2 separate regions of the Mus musculus genome follow, and region 1 is linked to region 2. The links are chromatin contacts, called in public HiChIP or PLAC-seq maps. All regions are on one chromosome and are shown on one strand. Each heading gives the region's core, a stretch centred on a gene start, on an enhancer-like site or on the middle of the called end of the contact. The rest is flanking DNA. Distances are from core to core; before and after follow the strand shown. Region 1 overlaps Vps53 (VPS53 GARP complex subunit). Region 2 overlaps Pitpna (phosphatidylinositol transfer protein, alpha).

What was found. HiChIP or PLAC-seq counts read pairs in DNA pulled down with a chosen protein or histone mark.
Region 1: a CTCF HiChIP or PLAC-seq map of the NIH/3T3 cell line shows a contact between it and region 2, with 5 read pairs. The contact joins two enhancer-like sites. A contact is called at or near these places in 1 of 15 datasets of contacts at CTCF or cohesin (the NIH/3T3 cell line) and 1 of 115 datasets of contacts at active chromatin or transcription factors (pancreatic cancer cells).

What each region holds. Positions count from the first base shown.
Region 1 is chr11:76,057,653-76,062,516 of GRCm38.p6, reverse strand. All of the region lies in intron 19 of Vps53 (VPS53 GARP complex subunit), which reads left to right. Among named protein-coding and RNA genes, the nearest start is that of Rflnb, 32 kb to the right of the region's middle. Within about 2 kb of position 2,491, at least 71 of the 459 cell types and tissues checked have an H3K27ac peak or open chromatin away from gene starts, as enhancers often do. A contact at or near this core is called in the NIH/3T3 cell line, where this site is marked.
Region 2 is chr11:75,618,819-75,624,137 of GRCm38.p6, reverse strand. Pitpna (phosphatidylinositol transfer protein, alpha) reads right to left here. Exons shown (of 12, transcript NM_008850.2): 8 at 4,821-4,898; 9 at 4,572-4,682; 10 at 3,762-3,884. Among named protein-coding and RNA genes, the nearest start is that of Inpp5k, 9.5 kb to the left of the region's middle. Within about 2 kb of position 3,542, at least 96 of the 459 cell types and tissues checked have an H3K27ac peak or open chromatin away from gene starts, as enhancers often do. A contact at or near this core is called in the NIH/3T3 cell line, where this site is marked.

The DNA of each region.
Region 1 (4,864 bases), core at 1,242-3,741, 440 kb before region 2:
TGTGATCCCAGCAGGTAGGAGGCTAACAGTACGATTTTGAATCCAAGGCCAATGTACAATATATATTGAGACCCTGTCTTAAACCAAAAGACTTGGTTAATGTCACCTGAATACTGGTGAACTGAGTTCATCAACTACAGCGTCACTTTGAGTTTGTCTCCCACCTGTTCGGTCTGCCTGGAATTTGGGCAGTTTGAGTTCAGGGAACACTTTGAGTGATTTAAAAAATAAAAACAGGGCTGGAGAAATGGCTTAGTGGTTAAGAGCACTGACTGCTCTTCCGAAGGTCCTGAGTTCAAATCCCAGCAACCACGTGGTGGCTCACAACCATCTGAAATGAGATCTGACACCCTCTTCTGGTTCATCTGAAGACAGCTACAGTGTACTTAGATATAATAATAAATAAATCTTTTTTAAAAAAATAAATAACAATAAAAACAGGGATTAGGGAGATTGCTCTGTGATAAACACTGACCAAAATCAACTTGAGGAAGAAATGGTTTATTTTCATACAGGTCACAGTTCATCATCAAGGGGAGCTAAGATAGGAACTGAAACAGAGGCCATGGAGAAAACTGCTTACTGGCTTGCTCTCCATGGCTTGCTCAATTTGATCTCTTTCTTATGGAACCCGGGACCACCAGGCTAAGGGTGGCACCACCCACAATCGTCTTGGTCTGGGCCCTCTTGCACCAATCAGTAATCAAGTAAGTTCCCCACAGACATGCCCATAGGCCAGTCTGATGGAGGCAACTCCTCAGTTGAGGTTCCCTCAACTCAGGTAACTCTAGTTTGTGACAAGTTGACAAAAACTAATTAGCACGCCATGCAAGGGTGTGGGTCTGAGTTTGATCTCCATAAAAAGCACCCACATAACAGGACTAAAGATGGCTCAACATTTAAGATCACTTCCTACTCTTGCAGAAAACCTGGATTCTGGTTCCAAAACCTACTCTGGGCAGGTCATAGCACCTGTACCTTCAGTCCTGGGGCATCTGATGCCTTCTTCTGTCCTTCACAGGCACTGCACACACATGGCATGCAGATAGACAAACAGACACACAAACGTAAACATCAGTAAAGCACACTTAAAATAGGAACAAGAGTGGTCGTGTGTTCCAGCAATGGGGAGGGGCAAACAAGAGGGTCCCTGGGGTTTACTGGCTAATCAAGCTTAATCAACAAGACCCTATCTGAAGAACAAAGGTGGAAAGCAATTGAGGAAGATACTCGGTGTCTGCCTTGACCTACACACACACACACAAATATTTACTACTCCGACCTCTGAAAATACCATATAAAGTGTAAACTGTTCACAGGCAAATCAAGAACAACTCATAGTCAACTCCATCTGTGAACACTTAGGCTACATGTAAGAAGATTGTGTAATTCATTTCCATAGATCCTGCCCAGTACCAAACAAAGCAATGAGGTAGAGGCTCAACTCTTTCCCAGCTCAGTGCCCTGCCCTTGTGGTTCCTTGGCTGTGTTGACAGCCAACCCCACCCCTCACCCCCAGCCCCAGCCCTTGTCTCTGGGTCAGGAAGATTGCTAGTTAAGCATGTATTGGAATACTCATGAAGTGTCAAAGGCAGGTAGCAACATCTTGAATCTAAGTGCAATATGATTTTGTCCCCTCTGTCAGCAAGTACAGGACACTTGAGTACTCAGGCTCTGAGCTCTGGAGTGGCATGAGCAGAGGCTGGACCCTGTGCCCACAACAGTGCATCTGTTTGTGCATAGGTACTTTACAGGACCTCCATTTCCTGTCTCTGAAATAGTGCTTAGAACTACCCCATGAAGTAGCTGTGAGGGTTAAACAAAATAGAGCGGTATGTGGTGGCATACACCAGTAATCCCAGACCTTGGGGAAGCTGAGGGATTGTAAGTTTGAGGACAACCTAGGCTATAGAGCTAGATATTGTCTCAGAATAAAATAAAACAAAATTAGTAAAAATTAAACCCAGTGCCCATAAGCAAGACGCACGGCTGTCATGTAGCCAGCCCTTATTAAACACCAGCCCTGCTCACTGTAAACTTCCGAAGACCCGGACATGACCTTGTTTCTGTTTCATTGTTCGTCTGCTCTGATACCTATCCACATGCAACCTGCATGAAGACTTCTAGTCAGAGCTTGCCCTCGGCTGTCTGCCTGACCAGCTCCAGCCCGAGTCAAAAATGTTGTCTTGGAAAACTCCCTGGGAGGTTGTACGACTCAGACACCAGCTGGGCTTGACTGCAGCAGTCGGTGTTCTGAAATCCTGACCCTGGCATGTCCGGAGCACAATGCTCATTCTCTCCATCGGAAGTGGCAGAGCGAGGCCCTCACATGCCAGCTCCAGTTTCATTAGTGAATGTTTACCAGGCACTCACTCTTTGGCCTCATTACAGTGTGCCATCTAAGAGGATATGGAGTGATTAAGATCTGTGTCTGGGAGCAGCCGTAGGGTTCTCAGTTACATTTCTGTCTACAGACTTGACCAAGCCTCTGGAATCCAAAGCTGACTCATGGGAACAGTTCTGTGTTTTGTAGCCTTGCTCAGGCCTCTTGAGACTGGTGTAGTGTCTAACAGCCATGGAAGTTTGGATGTTGTCACATAAGTCCTATACCATGACTGTTTTCCTCAAATGTTCTCTTGTATAAAACAATCTCAGCTGGAGAAAGGTAGGGGCATATCTGCCACACAGCACATTCAGGAAGCAAAAGCAGGAGAGTTGTAAATTCAAGGCCAGTGTGCGCTGTGTAATATGACCCTGTCTCGAATAACAGAACAGAATCAGACTCTGGGATGTTATCTCAGGAGCAGGACGTTTGGCCAGTGTTCACATCTGCTTTTAGTTGCCTGTGAGAAGCCCATCTTCTATAGCTAAGTCTCATTTCTCATACCCCAAGCAAAGACAATAAGCAGTAATAGGTGGCTATTCACACAACTACCTGTAGAGGCTTTAAGGAAGAGTCAAGGGCAATGTGGCCCTTCAGTGGTTCCCATGTGTAGTTCAGGTTATCTGTGTAAGGTTAGCCCTGGCATCTGAACTCTGAAATCCAAGCCATGATGTAGCTAGAGGTCTGTTCACTTAGGCAGTAGGTCCAAGGAATCAAGAAATTAATAAAGGGGCCGGAGAGTTGACCCAGCGGGTAAGAGCAGTCGTTGTTGCTCTTATAGACTACTTGAACGGATAGGCTGCCTCACTCATACTCTCTCTCTCTCTCTCTCTCTCTCTCTCTCTCACACACACACACACACACACACACACACACATACACACACAGAGTATAATAAAATCAATTTTTGAAAGAAAATTAATAGAGAGATGCTTGTGGGTAGAAACACATTTTGACACACTCTGCCTTGCGTCATGGCCCTGACCCAAGCTTTAACTAAAGCTGTAGAATTCAAAGCTACGGCTGAGCCTCTTCTTCCAATAGGTGCTAGATATCTCCTAGGTTGAGGTTAGGCTTGAATATAGATGTGAGAAATAAAAAAGGAGCCCTTGCTGCTCCTTATTCTTGACTTGATTAGTACATACAGTGAGTTATTTATCTTCAGGCCCCAGAGTCCTCTTGAGCGGTTACAAGGGCACGTGGAATTGAACCGTTCCTGTATTGTAATACTCCTTGCTGGTTTGTGATTTTCAGAGAATCTTGTGGGATTTGCAGGGTCATTAATTAGTCTTACAACGGAGGTCATCTGTGACTGAACACAGCAGAAATAAAATCCATTTGCCTAAACTTACCCTAGAGAAAACAGTCTAGTGTGGTGTTGGAAAAGATGCACAGTCCTCGCTCTGCTGTTGATGGCCCCCTTGTTCCCACATCACTCCTGTCTGCGCCATGCTCACTGTCCTATTTCAATAAAAGCACTGAAACAGGCACTCTCCACAGGCCCTTCTAGTCCTTCCCCACTGCTAAAACCTCATGTTTGTCAAGTTACTTTTTCTTTCATGTGTTATCGTTATTTATTTGGTTTTGGTTTTCAAACAGTACTCTACTATGTAACCCATAGTTCCAAATAAATGCCTTCAAATAAATCCACAAACCTCCTGCATCAGCCTGCTGAAGGACAGAATGATAAGCATGCAGACCACCATGCCCAGTTTACAGCATATCTAGGGGATGGAAATACGGCTTAATGATCAAGCACATGCTTGGTGTATGTAAGATCCCAGGTTACATTCTCAGCACCATAAAAAAAGAATCTTTCTGGATATGTCCCAGTGGAACATTTTGAAACTGTACATAACATCGAACATGCCGTCTTCTAGTGTGCAGCTCACTGGCATTAAGTGTAGATGTTGCTGAGGATCTGTCATGAAGATGATCTCCAAAGTGAACCTCTGCACCATCTAACCACTGCTCCCACCATAGCCCCGTCCGTCTCTGAGTCTGACACTCTTCAAAGAAGTGCGAGAAGACAGCAGTTGTCTTTTGTGCTCTTTTAACCTAGCCTCATGTCATCAGAAATCCTTTTAAGAGTTTCACTGTTTCCAAGAATGAGAAAGTAAGAGGGTTATTCTCAGGCACATCTCTTCTATGGAGCCTTCAGAGAGCAGGGCTTCTTCATTAAAAGGAAAAGGGGCTCAGTAGTTAAGAGCACTGTCTGCTCTTTCAGAGAACCAAGGTTCAGTTCCCAGTACCCACATTGCAGCTCACAACCATCTGTAACTCAGGCAATCAGATGTCTCTTCTTTGCTCTGTAAGTTCTTGTGTGTAGCTGGTGTATGTATACACACATACACATAAAATAATTAGATATTTTTCCAAAAAGAGGCCAGGCATGGTGATGCACACCTTTAGTTTCAGCATTAGAGAATCAGAGGCAAACAGATCTCTGTAAGTTCAAGGCTGGCCTGGACTGTATGATGA
Region 2 (5,319 bases), core at 2,293-4,792:
ATGTGTATTTCCTGTCTCTTGAGGCCTATATGACATGAATGGGTTTGTTTTGTTTTGTTCTGTTTTGTTTTTTGGGACAGGCTGTCACTGTGTAACGGTGGGAGATCTAGAACTCCCTATGTAAAACCACTGATGGTGCATGCCACAGTCCTCACACCATAGGGAATCTGAAGCCTGGAGACCCTGCTGGCGGGGAGGAGGCTCACATGACTAGAGACTTGGGTCATTTCAAACTTAGATGGCTCTCATGACCCTGTCTCCCAGCTCAGAGTTTTACTATTATTTTCCTTCACTTTCCCAAATGTCAGGGTTACAGGCATGTCCTTCAGTGTTTGTTTGACACTTAAATATCACAGCAGTCCTGAGAAATTATATTGTATTTCAAAATAAAGCTATGACTGTGTTTTAATACTCCGGCCGGTATTCCAGATGGTCTGCTCTGAGACAGAGCTCTGTGAGGTCAGAGGAAATTAAGATGAGAGCTTGCTTCTGTGGATGTTATGTGGAACTAAGTGTGTGTGCACATCTGTGTGTGTCATGGCTCAGAGTTAGAGCAGAGGCTCCTCTGTGAGAGTCAGTTCTCTCCAGGGAGACCCCAACATTGGGCGTCAGGCTCGCAGGCGGAGCCTTTACTTACTGAGCCACTCACCGGCCTAAAATGCTGGAGTGCATGTTCTCTTTCGTCCACCCCAGCAACTGAGCCCAGTACAGAATGGCTTCTCCTACTGGCCTGCTCCTCGAAACACAAATTCACCCTAACTCAAAACTGTGAACTCCAGATGTGGTGTCTGTTAGGTACTTCATTACAGAGAAATTTGTGTAATCTCTGGGTAACCTTTTCAGACTTCAAAACCTAAACTAAATTCTAATAGAGAGCTAGCAGTCAGAAAGTCTTCCACTTTCAGAGGCAAGAAATAACCCTAGGCAGATCAGTTCCCAGCAGCCTCCTGGGCAGAGCATGAGCAGAGATGTCAGGCAGCTTTCAGCTAACCACAAAGGAACAGGTGGGAGAGGGGCCAGACCCACAATAGGAAAGAAAATACTCCAGAATCTTCTTCCTCTTCTTCTTTTTCTTCCTCTTTCTACTTTTTGTTTTGTTAAGACAGATTCTCTCTGTACAGCCTTGGTTGTTGGCCTTGAACTCAGAGATCAGCCAGCCTCTGACTCCTGAGTGCTAGGATTAAAGGTGTGTGCTATCACTGTCTGGCTGATACTACAGAATCTTAATCAGAAAAACAAAATAAAAGTCTTTTGGGCTGGGGATGTAGCTCAGCTGGAAGAGTGTCTGCTGAGGATGCACAGAGCCCTAGATTGGATCCTCAGCACTGCAGAGAGTGAGCAGCATGATGCATGCTGTAACCCTAGCCCTCAGAAGGTAAAGGCAGGGGGACTGAAAACTCAAGGTGACCCTTGGCTACATAAAGACTTTGAGGTTAGACTAGACGACACACCCTGTCTTTTTTAAAAACAACAGTAAAAACTTTTTAAAGCTTTGTATGCATGGTATTAAGAAACTCGGTCTTGTGCCTGCTAGACACTTAAGTGCTTTACCACCAAGCCATATCCCAGCCCATCGACTATATTTTTAGACAAGAGAGAAAAACAAGCCAGGGCTCACATTAGCGCATGAGGGCCTGAGCAGTTGCTAGAGGTTAAAACATATTCTACAATGACATGGGTTTGGTTCTTTCTCTTCCATTACAAGTTAGTTTTAAAATTCTAATTCCAAAGAGGTCCCTTGTATCCACCCTTCCCTGGTGAATAGTGAGTGTCTGTCTAAACTACTGCACAACGCTTTACATACTGGAGTGTCATTTCATGCAGGAGTGGGCACACGTTCCAAGCAAAGCCCTGACTCTAAGGACTACCAAGTTTGGACCATGAGGAAGGCAGAGTCCTATGATTGTTTGGATACTTTTCCCCAGAACTACAGCACCACTTTATTTATTTATTTATTCATTCATTCATTTATTTATTTATTTATTTATTTATTTATTTATTTATTTTTGAGACAGGGTTTCTCTGTATAACCCTGGCTGTCCTGGAACTCATTCTGTAGACCAGGCTGGCCTCGAACTCAGAAATCCGCCTGCCTCTGCCTCCTGAGTGCTGGGAACCACTTTATTTATTAATCTACTTATTTATCTACTTACTTATTTTATTTTATTTATTGGTGCTGTGCTTAAACCAGGAACCTTTCTTACCCATGCTAACAGCTCCAGAGAACAGACAAAGAACTGTAATGCTTCCAGGAAACCCAATTACTTTATGCTGGGCACTACTAGGCAGAGAGTGACTTGAGAGTCCCTGTCAAACCCTGATTACAATACTCCATCTGCTAACTTCTGCAGGGAGCAGGGGAGAGTAGGACTATTAAGACCTGAGGATTCAAGCCTCTTTCTCATGCAAACAGAATTAGCAATGTGACTTAGGTCTACAACTTCCTGAGGATTCTTCCGAAAGAATCAGGGGCTGTGCTCCAAATCCTGCCACTTGCCCTTCAGTTTTAGGTAGCTGAATGAATAACTAAAACATCCGCCTTCAGCAGGAACTAACTTGCACACCACTTCCCAGTGAGTCAGCCTGGGAGGAATGTCTTCCCAGAAGGTAGAAACTTCCCTGGGAGGCTCTGGAGGAAGAAGGGCTCTGGGCCCAGGTTCTGCCCTAACCTAGCACTGAAGTATGGAACATCTGTGTGGTGGGCACAGCAGCACTGGAGGCAGGCCCTCAGCTGGAAAGCATGTCCTCTAATGGGCATTCAGGCATACCTTAAAAAGATGAGAGCTTCCTGCTTAGGAGGGCAGGACCCCCATGGGCATGTAGATCAAGAGCTGTGGCCCTAAGCCAGACAGCACTGGGCTCTTTTTTGTTTGTTTGTTTTTGTTTTATCGAGACAGGGTTTCTCTGCAGCCCTGGCTGGCCTGGAACTCACTCGGTAGACCAGGCTGGCCTCAAAATCAGAAATCTGCCTGCCTCTGCCTCCCAAGTGCTGGGATCAAAGGCGTACGCCACCACGCCCGGCAGCACTGGGCTCTTAAGACTGACTGTCACCTGCAGGCTGCAGTAGAGCCGTGCTGAGCCTCACCTGCCTCAGCTGAAGATGCCTCTTACACTGTGAGACAGCGCACAAGCAAGAGCAAAGAGGGTGCCTGCTGGTTTTCACTGAGCAGCCTCCTAAATGGACTTCTGGGGGAAGACTTTATTTATTCCTTAAGTAAACAAGGATCTGGGTCTTTAGGCTCTCAGAAAGCAAACTGCTCTCCTCCTGGGATCAATGCCAAGCTCAAAACCAAAATACCTAAACAAAAATAAAAACCAAAAACAAAGAAATCCTCTCACCTGCAAAATAGTTTGGAACAACAACCACACAGAGCAATGCCTGTGTGTGGCTGTGCTGTGGCTGTCCACTCCAGTGTATTGGTAGATCAGCTGAACCTGCCTGGCTCCACGGTCACCTCAAGTTCCAAGGCCTAGCACCATCCCCCACGCTGACTGAAGAGTCACTGCAGCGGGCGAATTACTCACTTGGCATCAGGTGCAGACTACCATATTTGTCTCTGTGCCTGTGCCAAGACCTCAGCCACACTGTATTCCCGAGCACAGACTGTTCTCCTTATAGTTCCCATACTGCCTGGCAGTAACCTTATCCACAACAGAGCCAGGCTTGTTCTTAGAACAACTGGCTGATGGCCTTTAGATGTGTCCAAGTCCCAGTCTCCTTGACAGTCACACACTTATGAGTCCCCTGGCATCCGGCTCACCTCATCCAGCTGTCTCTTCGTCTCTTCTTCCATCCTCCGAATGTCATCCATAGTCAGATCAACCCATTTATCGAGCCAACAGAACAGCTGCCTGTGAAAGTTTGTAAACAGACGCTTCTCTTGCTATGAGGAGAAGGGAAACCAGTCAGAGAGCGGAGAGGAAAGGCCCCTCTGCATTCCTCCCCAGGATTCACAGTTTACTGGGTGGAGGGGAAGAGTGATGCCTCGCTGCCTTATCTGGATCACACCCAGGTCAGTGACCTTTGCCAAACTGTTTCTGGCAGGTTAGTGTTCCAGTAAGGATGGCCATCCACCTTACAGGTGAGCCCTTTGTCCCAAATACTACCAAAACAGGCTGCTCATGAGATCTGGCCAAATTCTCTACAGTCTCTGGTACCTAATGCCGGGTGGGTTATGACTAGCCAGCAGGTATAAAATGTGGCCCAAAAGTGTGATTCTAACACATGTGAGAATTAAGACGCTTAAGTCTGTCCAGTTCTGTACCCTGGGACACTTGGGAGTTTGGCTCACAGTGCCTCTTGCCTTCTGGATTAAAAAGGAAAACTTGTTTTCTGTGTAGTTCAAGCATAGCAGAGCCTTTCCTGTTTTCTTCTTTCACCTCCGTTTCTTTCCTTGTCACATGTGCTGCCCGTAGAGGGACAGAATTAAAATGTAGAACAGTATGTGCAAGGGAGAGCCTAGCGAGCAAACCCAAGACTCCAGTGCTAGTGACCGAGGAACAGGTCAGTTACTGGGACCAACTGGTCTCAGAACACAGACACATGGAAAGGCCTCATCCTGCAAACTTACCTTATGTATAAAGTTTTCCACTTTGTTCTGCAAGCCCCACCACTTGAACTTGACAGTAACCAGTTTGTATGCACACATATATGGGCAGTCTTTCTGATTGACAAGTTCTTGCTGCAGTAGAAAAACACCCAGAAGCAGGTTGGTAAGTAAAAGATCTCAGGTGGTCCGAACCCCATGCACACCCTCCTCCAAGAGGAGAGGCCCACCCACAATGTGCCTGCCCCCTGGTGGCAAGGGTGTGACTTGTACCTTCCAATTCGGGCCCAAAGGTCCGCGTCCTGTTTTGACAGATTTAAATTTTGCTGGGTCTTCCTCTGCCTTGTAATCCTGAGAATAGTGGGGATGGGGTTGGAAGAGAGGATGGGCGAAGAGGAAAGGGAGGTGAGGAGGAGGAAATGGCAAAGTTTTCATGAGAGGGCATTTCATGCCAGTTCTTTTTGTCGCTGTGAAACAGGGTGTTTCTATGCAACCCTGGCTGGCCTGCACCAGCTCACTCTGTATACGAAGCTGACCACCATGCCCAGCTACGGTAGTTCTTGAAAATGCTGGTGTGGAGTGTGGGAGAATCTTATAGACAAGATAAAGTCTGTCTGCTGGATAGTTTCTTGTTCTGTTTTGTTTTCCAAAATATACAGGAGTATGTAAACCTGGCCATTTTGGAACTCACTCTGTAGACCAGGCTGGCCTCAAACTCAGAGATCTGACTGCCTCTGCCTCCTGTGTGCTGGGTTAAAGGTGAGCATCACCT